Regions from separate parts of the Sus scrofa genome. Here regions 2 and 3 are each linked to region 1. Evidence: chromatin contacts called from public HiChIP or PLAC-seq data. All regions are on one chromosome and are shown on one strand. The core of a region is the stretch at or near the end of the contact, and the rest is flanking DNA. Distances in the headings are between cores, read along the strand shown.

Region 1 (4,083 bases), core at 450-2,949:
TCTGTTCATAGTCTATATTCATTTTCCCACATAGTAAAATAAATCACATTTTCATCATTGTCCTTTTCTTGTCACTACATCCAGCCTCTGTCCAGCCTCTCTTGGGTCTACATGAGACTTTGCCCATTTCATAGCCAATAACATTGGGAAAACATTAAAAGAACAACATGAAAGGGGAAAACAATGGATTTACTATTTATCAGGTGAAATGTCATGTAGCTAAACATTAATTTTTTCACCTTTTCCTCTAATTCCTCTCATAGATGGAGAGAGGAGACGGGAAAAGATGGGGGTGGGGAAGAATCTATGCTAAACTCTAATATAATTGTTCATGGACTAATAACAATCATTTTCTCTCCCATCATTTCTTACATGGTACTAGGTGTCAAATTTACCAGTTCTCTTATCATAGTAAAAAGTATTATGGGGGCAGGTCACTAAGAGAATGTAGCTGAGCTGTGGAATTTCTTACTAGTTAAACTTTCTAGTTTTCTAATTTATGAGAAAACGTAGGTATTGGATCAAATTAAGTTATATATATATATATATTTTTTTTTTTTTTGTCTTTTTGCTATTTCTTTGGGCCGCTCCCGCGGCATATGGAGGTTCCCAGGCTAGGGGTCCAATCGGAGCTGTAGCCACCGGCCTACGCCAGAGCCACAGCAACGCGGGATCCGAGCCGCGTCTGCAACCTACACCACAGCTCAGGGCAACGCCGGATCATTAACCCACTGAGCAAGGGCAGGGATCGAACCCTCAACCTCATGGTTCCTAGTCGGATTCGTTAACCACTGTGCCACGACGGGAACTCCTAAGTTATATATTTTAACTCTGACTTAATGGTATTTATTAATATGCTAACAATTCATTAAATTTAACATTAAATATAAACTTTAAATATTCTAATAATCCAGTCTAATACTAATGAAGAAGGATGGCAGTGGGCGCATGTTCTGGAATTTTCTTTTTTCTCTGCTTCTTTCGTCATTCAGTAAATAAGAAGCAAGCATCAACTATGGACCATGCACCAGCTGAGGATAAGCTGTAAACTCCGTGAGCTCCTGCCCCAGTTAGCTTCTTTCATTGAAGACACGTGTACGAATTCTGAGTTCAAACCTTACTTCTTCCAAACCACCGGGTTCAAAAGTAAACTTGCCCCTACAGAAACTTCTTAATGCGCGATTAGGCAATGGCTCATGAGAACACTCATCTAGACATGAATCATCACGCAATCAGACTTGAATAAATAAACACCATCAAGAAAGAAATGTATTTACCAAGTCCCGCAAGGTGGTCAGAGTAGGGGCAAGGGTTCCGGAGAGGGTGAGAGGAAAGGCAGGTGTACCTAGGTTTGAGGGAGGTGGAATTTGAAAGGTAGGTTGGGGTCAAACACACACATTTACCATTGAAATCGTTGACTCAATCATGTCACCATGAAATTTCTCTCAGAGATTGAGGAGGGTTGAAAGGAAGCAAAAACTGGCTCGAATTTTGAGGATACATTTTGGCACTGGAAGTCCTCCACTCCGAATCCGATAGCGTCCACTGGAGGGTTCAAGAAACAGCGCGGGAGAAATGGAAGGGGCGGGGGCACTCGCGTTCCTGCGAAGTTTGAGCCGCGCCGGCCACCGTTGGCGGTCACGTGCTGCCCTGCAGCTGCCGCGTAGCTGGTGGGGGCGGCTCTGCCAGGCGCCGTGCAGGAACGGAGGCGGCAGCCGTGCCATTCTTAAAGGGGCCCAAGGGGAGGCGAAAGGCTGCTGACGGCCGGAAGGAAAATGGTGAGTTGCTGCCGGGGAGGGCGGGGGCCGGAGGGCTGGGCCAGCCCGCCGGGCTTTCCTGTTTGCCGAAGCCGGTATCGGCGGGCAGCGCCCCGGGTGGGTCGGCGGCCGCTTCCGGCCTGGCTGCTGGTAGTTTCTCTCTTGCTGCGAGTTGGCCCCCGCCCGCCGCCGCTGCCGCCTTTGCCAAGGGCAGCATCCTCCTGCCGGGCCCGGAGTCGACTCGCCCAGCAGGCTCGGGGACTGGGGTGCGGCCAGTAGGGGTGGGTCATGCTCACCGCGTCCTTCTGGATGGGGAGGTGGGGGCGGCTTCTAGCTTTTGCGCTGAAGGGTCAGAGGGGCCGGGGGTCTGGTCCTTCGGAGGAACTCCCCCAAACACCTGCTTCTCTGCAGGCCCGAGGGACCGGCAGGCGCCGAGTACCTTCCGCCTGGCCGCCTTTGCGGGGAAGGCTCGAATTTTGATTCCGTTCTTTCGGCATCGCGTTAAGCTTCCTGACGTGCTTCTAATGATTTTTCCTTATCCTTGCTTTCTTCGAGTTATGGCAGTTGGAAACCTTTCGACCCAGCGCTTTGACGCTTGATTTTAAAGTGACTGTCAAAAGCTTTCGTTTTTTGTGTCTGGGGGCTCTCGCTTCCTTTCTTGTGTGGTTTCGACCCCACGCGCAAAAATAAAGTGGATGATTTCACTGATTGCCCAAGCCGGGGTCTCCTGAATCTTTCTCATGGGATTTAAGAATATGCTTCTCATTTCTGTAATTAGAAATAAAACACAAAATTCCTGCTGTCCTTTTCTCTAACTCCCCATTCATTTTTCAACCCACCTTCATCGAATATATTTCATGGTCACTAAATCCAAGGGACTCTCTTCAATTCTCATCTTTCCTTATCTGTATTCTCAGTGTTGATCATGCTCTCCTCTTTGAAACATTCTCTTCCTTTGTGCTTCCCCCTTGGCTTCTAGAATACAAAACTCATTTTTCTTCTCTTGTTGGTCTGTCTGTGTCCCATGCAGCTCTCCTTCCCTGTACATCACAAGGAGTCCTGAGCTCTATCCTAATGCTTCATTTTCCATTCTGTATTCTTTCTCTCCTTTCTACATTCATTAGTTTCAGTTACTACCTACCTATGTGTAGATGACTTGTGAATTTGTATTGCAAATGTTGCTTCTGAGATCAGCCCTACCTATCCTGCTCTTTAGTTAGCATCCCCTGGAAAGAAAGCTTTCCCCACTTGAGTGCCTTAGAGCCTGCTTAGTGTCCAAAATAGAACTCCTTTTTCCCCTCAAACTTGGTCTTCCTCAGTGTTCCTTAACTTAGTGAAAGGTAGCACCATTTAAGTCTACTACACAAGCAAGAAGCCTAGGAGTCACATTTGTACTAATCCACGCCACCCAGTCTGTCCCAGCTCCTTTGTAGTGGTTAAGAGAGGGGGCTAAAGTCAGGCTGTCTGGGTTGAATCCTGGCTTCCATGGTTGTATAATTTTGGGAAAGATAGTTAACCTCTCTAAGCCTTAGTTTCTTGCAAAATGAGGATAATATGATACCCATTTCTTGGGGTTGTTTTGAGGATGAAGGGAGATCCATGTAAAGGACGTACAGCAGTGTTTTTTCTCATAGTGTTTAATACATATTAACAATTTCATTAGCAGTATTCACCTACTTCTCTTTATCCTCATCAACCTACTTTTTGTCTCTCATCTGGACTAGTCTTACCAGTTAACTTGTTTTGTTCTATTCATCCTGGCTCTCTGTTTCCTGCATACAGATCTGGTCAATTCCCTTGTCACCACCTGCTTAAAACACTTAGTGGCTTCCCTTTGCTCATAGGATGGAGACTAGTATATTTAATATGACCCACTGGGCCCTGTGTGGTCCAGCCCCTGCTAACCTCCTCTTGTACATGTTACAGCTCATTCTCTGTGCCTGAGTCACACTGACCTTTCATTGTATTAGATGTGCTGTGCTCACTTTAATCAAAGTGTCTCTGCCTAGGCAATTTTGTTCCTTTACATGCCTTTTTCAGACCGTGCTGTTGATCACTAGTCCTAAGTATTTGTAGCATGAAGTGTCTCTCCTTTCTAACTCTTAGCCTAGGTACAAACAAGAATATATTTTTTCACGTGATGATTTTGATGTTATCTGTTCTCCTATAGACTTTATAAAAAGCTCCTTAAAGGCAGGCCCATATTTTTAATCTATGTGTTTTATACAATTGTATCCTTAGCACTTAGCACAGGCTGACACTCATTAAATGTTCATTGTGTATTTAAACCAATAAATGACCACTTGAACTCAACTCTCCATTTAAC
Region 2 (4,083 bases), core at 933-3,432, 540 kb before region 1:
GCTGGTCTGTCAGAGATCTAGCATCTAAACAGAAGCTACCTGACCGCAGGTAAGCACAGGGCACTATGGGGGTACCCTGAAGAGCTCCCAAAGGAGTCAAGGCAAGGGTATCAGGGGAGGAATCCTGAGGAGTGGTGCCTGTGCAGTCTGGAAGAACAATGAGGAAAGAGCTGGGAGTAGGGGATGGTGGGACAGGCTCTAGGGAGAGGAGAAGTCTGCAAAAGCTGCAAGAGATGAAAGAGAGATGTGGGAAGGACATGTAAGCAGTTCAGAATGGTGGGAATATAGAGAGGGGAAGACGTAAGCCTTAGCAGTATCCAGACCAAGGTGCGAATGTCTGTCAGCTCATCTGAATGAACCTGTTACTTCAACTAAAAGAATGGGCTGGTAATGTGACAGACTAAATGGGACTGGTAAATCCAGTGCCTATAACAAAAGTGCTTGGAAAATATACTATCTTGCGTTCCGTGGTACATGGGCGAATTCCATATGGTTAAAACACCAGAAGTATGACTGACTAGATAACATTGCAGTTCTCCCCTGGCAGGTTCTGGACAAGCTGAACTTTGCAAACCTAAGAGGTGAAAGCAGACTGGAATAGCGCCCACTCTCACTCAGATTTATTGAGACCTGCATAATAAACACACCTCTTGGTCACTGTCTGGCACACAGCAAAACTCAGCTTTTACAACTGCTACCATAGGTCCACAAACCTTATCTGTAGTTCTCAATTCAGAAACCTCTAAAAATGAAAGAAATGCTCCCAAGTTCGGTGTACACCTTACTTGGTGGCAAAAATCTGACCTGACGTTATTTCTCATTTTCATTAATTCCTACCTATATCTGCACAAATGTTAATAATGGATTAGGGTGCTGCCCAGACTCTGCTGGAGTGATCTCTCATCTATGCACCTTATTGTCTTTCTAAATTCTAAAGATAAAAATCCAAAGATTTCTGAATTCCAAAACATACTGATCCCAAAGATTTCGATTAGGCGATTGGCTCTGTTCCTCCTGGAAAGAGGAGAAGAACACGCCGGTATATACAAGTTGGAGACAACCTAGTTATGACCAGGAGGTTCAGAAATGCCAGCAGCAAGGAAAATTTCTATTCTTCCTGCCCCATGAACACTCCTGAACAAAAGAACTTTTGTAAGATTTCTTAAGGCTACCTTCGCATGTAATGAGAGTTAGTTTTCAAAACAGGCGCTCAGAACCACTAGGTGTCTGAGTGTGTATTTCTTTACTAGCAATGCTAGAAACTTTTTTCCGGTCAGGTGGGTACGGTTTGATTCTTCAACAGTAGAATCTATATTTATTAAAAGTATTACTCTTGGTTTTTAAAAGAAAACGGTCCAAAGCTACCAAGCGCTCCTAAATCCTAAAAATGGGGAGTATTACAAAACTGAGGACTTCTCATAGTTTCTGTCACGGGTGTTCCTCTAATTGCTTTCAATTGCTCTAGAAATACCGACCAGAATGTTACACTGCGAATAATCTCAATTAGCTCCAAGGACGCCTCCAAGAATCGGGCCTGCCTCTCCCTTTCAGTAGAAGTAATGAATGAGGGAGGCGGGCTGGGCCAAGGGGCTCGAGGCCCGCAGCCCTTTAGGGCCAGACGAACAAAAGGAGTCCGGGATCAACCGGAGCTAACCGGCTAGCGAGCGGGTCGTGCCCGCCCGGGAAGGGATGGGGGAGGGGTCGTGCCCGCCCGGGAAGGGGTGGGGGAGGGGCCAGGCCCGCTCCCCGCCCCGCCCCCCAGCCAAGCCTGACGTCAAGCACGGAGAAACCCGTCCCGAGCGACGTCACCCGCCTCCCACACCTCCTCCCGGGGGGCGATCCGGAGATCAGCCCGCTGCCGGGAGCAGGATGACGGGGGGAAAGCCTTAGCCCTCCATCCCCCAAGAAGCTACTCCAGTCACCTCCGTTACCGCTCCCGCCTCCCGCTTGGGCGTGATCCCTCGCTCTCCTCCACGATTCCGCTAGTGCCCAAGCAGTCTCACCCGACAAGATCCGAGCCCGCGGAAAGGTCTAGAAGTGGCGATGGGTCCGCAGGAACTTGGCGCTGAAGAACCGAGCGCAACCCTACTGACGGCAGCGGCGACGGCGGCGGGGGCGGCAGCACCAGCAGCACCAGCAGCGCGCGGCTCCTCCTGGCGCCGGAACAGGAAGCGTCGAGCTCCGAGCGCGTAGCCCCCGCCCGCGCTCCGCCTTCCCTCGGGTCGGCTCGGCTGGGTCGGGCCGGCCGCGCGCGCCCCCTAGAGGGGCCCGGTAGCACTGCGGCCGTCCAGGCCCCCGCGGCCCCCTGCCCCTTGTGCTTGCCCTAGGGCGGCTCTTTCCTCCAGTTGGGCTAGAGGAAAGCTCTGGGTTTTCCGGAGTTTTGGGCAATCTGGAGGAAACGCTAGGGGCCGGTGACGTTCTGAGCAGTCTGGCTGAAATTGCTAACTTGTCTCCTGGAGAGGCTTGAAGGCAGGTTCTGGATTCCCTACAGCTGGTGGTCTCTAGAGCCACAGCTGGCTAGGTGTGAAAGCAGCCTAATCTCTGGACATGGATCATTTGACCAAAACTGGGGAGAGCTAAAGCAACCATACGGGAAGGGGAAGACAAAAAAAATTTTGTTTATAAATAGCTTGACAAATTGATACTAACTACAGAAACAACGGATGTCTTTGTAGATTTTTCTCATTTAGTATTGTCCTTACTTTTTTTTTTTTGCCACGCCTGGCATGTGGAAGTTCCTGGGCCAGGGGTAGAACCTGCTGAGCCAGAGCAGCGACCTAAGCAGCAGCATTGACAATGCCGGTTCCTTAACCCGCTGCTACGCGGAGAGTCTCACTCCACTTGTCCACTTTCGAATATACCTTTAAATACCTACTCTGTCACACCCAAAAGATGATTGACACGTGGCCCCACCATCAAGGAACCTGCTAGCTAGCTGGTAATGAAGATTACCAGCTATATATAGCTATGTGGTATATATATATATAGCTATGTGGTAATAATTTTGCATAACTATGGGCAAAACACATATAAAACGTACATGTATTTTACATGTAAAAATTACAAGTATGCGATATTTTTACAACTTTTTGCTTCTTTGCGTAAGATGTTGAAGGGACATTTTACTGTAAATTTCTTTTCTTTTCTTTTTTTTTTTTTTTTTTTTTGTCTTTTTGCCTTTTCTAGGGCGGCTCCCGCGGCATGTGGAGGTTCCCAGGCTAGGGGTCGAATCGGAGCTGTAGCCGCCGGCCTACACCACAGCTACAGCAATGCGGGGGCCTATACCACAGCCATAGCAATGCGGGATCCGAGCCGCGTCCGCAACCTACACCACAGCTCATGGCAACGCCGGATCATTAACCCACTTGGCAAGGCGGGCAAGGCCAGGGACCAAACCAGCAACCTCATGGTTCCTAGTCTGATTCGTTAACCACTGCACCTGGAAGGGAACTCCTACTGTAAATTTCTTTTTTTTTCTTTTTGTCTTTTTGCCATTTCTTGGGCTTTTCTTTTTGCCATTTCTTGGGCCGCTCCCACGGCATATGGAGGTTCCCAGGCTAGGGGTCGAATCGGAGCTGTAGCCACCGGCCTACACCAGAGCCACAGCAACGCGGGATTCGAGCCGCATCTGCAACCTACACCACAGCTCACGGCAACGCCGGATCATTAACCCACTGAGCAAGGGCAGGGACCGAACCCGCAACCTCATGGTTCCTAGTCTGATTCGTTAACCACTGCGCCACAATGGGAACTCCTTCTTTTGATTCTTAAATGTTGCACAAAAAAAATTCATCACTGTCTTTTGGTCGAAAAAATTTTGTGTCCACATTGAGTGCTTCACTCACCTCATTCTAGTCCTGGTCATGTGTATCAGAGTGAGCAACAGCCTCCAGCTCTTCCTATGTTCCCAGTCAATAACTGAGCATGGTGGAAGTTCCAGAGCTATGCAGCTCTGTCTCATGTGGCCTTCTACAGGCAACCTCTCTCTACTGGGAACTAAATCCCCACCTAGCTTTTTTAGAACTGCACTGCCCTCCCTACCCAGTGTTTCCTTTCAGAGATGTCAGATCTGCAATGTGAGAT
Region 3 (4,083 bases), core at 455-2,954, 520 kb before region 1:
GCATGAGTATCTACTATATACTTTATCAATTCTATAAAGGTAACCTACATTTTAGAGAAGAAACTGACATTCCAAAAAAGTAAAGAAGCATATATTCAAGGTCATTTCTAAAGCTCAAGATCATTGAACGTGTGTGTTAATTTCCATACCTGTGAAATTTGTTAAACCTATGAATAAAACAGCTCGGTTGCTAAGGCAGAGTGAAAGCAATGTGGACACCATTCATAATTTTAAAGTCACATGGTGTTACAGATTTTATAGTTAGGGCATTTTATAGCTATAACTTTAGTTCCAAATATGCAGATTCTGCTTATGCTTAGCTCTGAAAAGCACTACACTGACATTTCATGAAGATTTACTGGACATACTATCAGAGTTCGCCTTGAACCCCTAGTCTATCTGATGATATTGACTCGGATTAAAAAAAATTAGATCTAAAATCAGTCTATCTAGACAACGAATGATCTCCAAATAAAATTAACTCACTCGGAAAAAATAATCTCAGAATATCTTTTGCTCTTGTGGGAAATCAACAATAGGTTGGTTATTTTTCCACAAACCCCAAGTTCTTTTTCAGCCAATCACTCTTCATCTTCATTCATATGTCAAACCTCAGTGTCTGGCAAGCCTACTTGGAGCCCTAGTACTCAAAACAACACCTTTCACAATGCCGCCTCATTAAGAACAATACCACGGTTTGTCTAAATGTGCGTTTGCAACTTTTCCCAAAGGAACTAGACTGAAAAACAATGGGAAAAATCTCTACAATAGAAAAACGTTCCACTTACGTCATAAACAACGTCCGATTGAGACCAGAAGGTGGGTACCACACAAAAATGTCATTGTGAAGGTTTTCATCAAAGACTGGTTTCCCAACATGGAGAACGTGAAGACACAAGGACAGCATAAACTGAATGGCCAAGAGCTTAGCAAAGACCGCAAGGATCGAACCAAGTATTCAACAAAATACTCTAGTTCCAGTGCTGCTGCTGCTGCTTTTTTTTTTAATCTGAAAATGAACTTCAGTGAACTTTAGGAAGGGTCTGAATACGGAAACCTGAGTTTCTTTTTAAGGGATGCATATGAAATGTCCTAAAGAATAAGCATTAATGTACATGCCAGACCTCCAGGAACCATGAACTGAGATTAACTCTTCTCTCTTTTATCTATATAGAAATGACAAGGTGAAGGAGCGAAGAATGCCAAGATTGAAGGCTAGAGAAGGATCTCGCCTACCTCTTCTCCAAAGAACATGCCCAAAGATCTCGTTCCCTAGCCGGGTCGCAAGGAGGGGCTGGACCCATTAAGGGACCGGGATATGGTTGCCTGTGAGAAGCGCTTAGCAAGTAGAAGCAGACCCCGACGGGCACTGCCAGGCAGCAATCACCCTTCCCCCTCTCACCTCTCGGAGTGCAGTTTAACTAGGGCTGTCCGAGTAACTGCCGCCATCAGCACCGCCATCACTCTGGGTGCTCGCTGAGGGGGAGGAGTGAGGCCCACCCACTCCAGCACCTCCTGTAGGTCCTAGAAGGCGGATGCCGGTCTGCAAGCCTCTATCCCTCGGCGCTGGGTTCTCATCTTCGATATCGCCGTCACTGCCTCCACCCGCTCTCCCAGCGATGCCACCACTTCCGTATTCGGCTCCCTCCCTTTCTTCCTCACTCCCCCAGCAACCGGCTTTTTCCCAGGCGGCCGGCGCGCCGCTGACGCCACCGCTCGGCGACCTGGGTCCAGACCCGCGCTGGGCGTGGGCGGACTGGCGCAGGCGCCGTATGCGATCACGCCAAGCGCGGGAAGCGGCCCTGAGCGCGCTGGCTTCTGGCTTTTCACAGTCGCAGGGGTCCGGTCTGCTGGGTGAGTTTTCCTCCCTGCAGTCAGCGTCCGTGCGGCCCATGGAGGAGAAGCGTGTCTTTTTCTTGGCTTAGTGTCTTACAAGCCTCTCCTGTATCCTGTTTCTGCCCCTCGGGTGGGGGAAAAGGGGCTGCCGAGGTGTGTCCGGGAGGAGACTAACCTCTCTTCTTGCCGCTTTAAAATAACACTAGCTTTTATAAAACATTTTCAGGTAGGTAAAGGAAAAGATGCCTGCCACACAGAAGCCTATGAGATATGGACACACAGAGGGACACACAGATGTCTGTTTTGATGATTCTGGGAGGTAAGGCACTTTGAGAAGCAAAAGGAACGTTTCAGGTGTGATTTATTAGAACAGTTATTCTTATATGTCCTGTTAGCTGTCTGCCTAAAATTATTCGGATAGAAATAAGGTTGAAATCTAAAATGGCACATATATTTCCTCATATTTACTGTTTCATTCAGACCGTGGTAATTCAGTGTATCAAGAAAGTTAAGGAGCGTGAAATCTTACTTCCAGAGGAGTTGGAAGGGTGTGAGCTTTTCCCCACATTAACCCTTTGTTCACGTCCCCTGAGCATCTCACACTATTATTATTAATAATAGTTCTTTTGCTAGATCAGTAGCTGCTTGTTTGTCAAATTTAGTGGCCCTTTCTGTCTTCGGGATATTTTATCCTTCCTTGCCTTTTATGATGCCCTTTCCCGTTCTAAATTGTATTTAACTTTCAAACAGCTTTTTTTTTCCTCTTATTTCTTCAGCTTGGTTCCTAAGTGGTGATATTGTCGCAGGGTTATTCTAGTCCCTGTAGAGGGAAATAATCAATAAATGGCCTATACTAGGAATAGAAAAGAGTTTTATTTGAGCCAAGCTGAGGGCTGTAGCCCAGGAGACACAGATTAAAGCACTTAAATTGTGTTCTATCAGACTGCACAATGAGGGAGGCTTATAACAGCGAATACTGCAAAGTTACGTAAGTTGTTTGTGAAGAGTTATAACTGCAGCTGGTGAGAATTAAGGGTGCTTGTTAAGTAAGGGTTACTTGTTCAGTATGGTTGCATAGTTATAAGGGGAGACCTTGATACCATAGAATTGCAGCTGGCAACTGCTAGCATATTGTTTTGAGAACGGTTGGTGGTATCCTAGGGTACAATATAGTTCAGAAAATTCAGGTTCTCAGTAATGCAGGAATGTGTCTAAAACCACAGTGGCCACCTAGCTCCGTTTTGAATACTTGAACTGCAGTTACTCCATTTTGATATTTTAATGAATTCTTCTCCTTAGTGGTTAAAGCCAATGAACAGCCTATGTTTGACAGTCCATAAGACAGGCTGTTCTAGTTAGGATAAAGTTTTAAGTTAAATCATGTATAAGCCAGATGATTTCCCCATACCTCACTGTGAGAATTTCTTCCATCATCCATTTTATTTTTCTAAATCCCGTTCCTATGCAGTACTGTCTAATTGTGTGACTTCTGCTATTCCTCCTATGTTGATTCATTCACTAAAAAAAAATTTGCATGTCTACTCCAGTGGGGGCTAGAGATACAATAGCCTAAAGCATAATCTTTTCCCTTAAGATCTTTGTAGATTGAAAGAGTACAAATCAGTTGCAAAAATAAGTGTATATTTAGCATATATGAGGGGAAGTTGATTTAGTTTGAGGCAGGGAAAGCCTCTCTGAGGAAGTGTTTCTTTTTTTTCTTTTTTTCTTTTTTTTTTTTTTTTTTTTTTTTGGTCTTTTTAGGGCTATGCCCATGGCATATGGAGGTTCCCAGGCTAGGGGTTGAATTGGAGCTGTAGCTGCTGGCCTATGCCACAGCCCACAGCAACGCCGATCCTTAACCCACTGAGCAAGGCCAGGGATCAAACCTGCGTTCTTATGAATACTAGTCGGATTTCGTTAACTGCTGAGTCACAACAGGAACTCCTGAGGAAGTGTTTCTTGAGATGAGATTGGAAGATTAAGGGGGCATTAAGAAGTATGAAGAGATGGGTGGTGGGGGCAGTGGGGTCGTGATGAAGTGTAGAGAGTGATGCAGAGATTGATGGGAGATGAATTTGTGAAGGTAGGAAATGGACATCTTATCCAAGGCCTTTAGGACTTTATTAAGGAATTTTGTTTTTATTCCTAAAAGCAGTAGGAAGGTATTAAAGATTTGAAGCAGACAGATGTAACCAGTCATGTTTTTGAGCATATACATGGAGGACGAATTGGAAAAGGGGTAGGAGT

What was found. HiChIP or PLAC-seq counts read pairs in DNA pulled down with a chosen protein or histone mark.
Region 2: an H3K27ac HiChIP or PLAC-seq map of alveolar macrophages shows a contact between it and region 1. The contact joins the promoter of MAPK1IP1L here to the promoter of GMFB in region 1. A contact is called at or near these places in 2 of 2 datasets of contacts at active chromatin or transcription factors (alveolar macrophages and skeletal muscle).
Region 3: an H3K27ac HiChIP or PLAC-seq map of alveolar macrophages shows a contact between it and region 1. The contact joins the promoter of SOCS4 here to the promoter of GMFB in region 1. A contact is called at or near these places in 1 of 5 promoter capture datasets (fetal liver) and 1 of 2 datasets of contacts at active chromatin or transcription factors (alveolar macrophages).

The regions. Positions count from the first base shown.
Region 1 is chr1:183,860,950-183,865,032 of Sscrofa11.1, reverse strand. It overlaps GMFB (glia maturation factor, beta), which reads left to right and starts at 1,699. Exons shown (of 7, transcript NM_001244461.1): 1 at 1,699-1,778. The coding sequence starts at 1,776. CGRRF1 (cell growth regulator with RING finger domain protein 1) reads right to left here and starts at 1,574. Exons shown (of 11, transcript XR_002346942.1): 1 at 1,404-1,574.
Region 2 is chr1:184,399,443-184,403,525 of Sscrofa11.1, reverse strand. MAPK1IP1L (MAPK-interacting and spindle-stabilizing protein-like) reads right to left here and starts at 2,182. Exons shown (of 4, transcript XM_021102280.1): 1 at 1,923-2,182. LOC110262207 (a long non-coding RNA gene) reads left to right here. Exons shown (of 3, transcript XR_002346959.1): 2 at 1-49.
Region 3 is chr1:184,376,638-184,380,720 of Sscrofa11.1, reverse strand. It overlaps SOCS4 (suppressor of cytokine signaling 4), which reads right to left and starts at 1,704. Exons shown (of 2, transcript NM_001162889.1): 1 at 1,403-1,704. It overlaps WDHD1 (WD repeat and HMG-box DNA-binding protein 1), which reads left to right and starts at 1,747. Exons shown (of 26, transcript XM_021102265.1): 1 at 1,747-1,854; 2 at 2,063-2,155. The coding sequence starts at 2,079.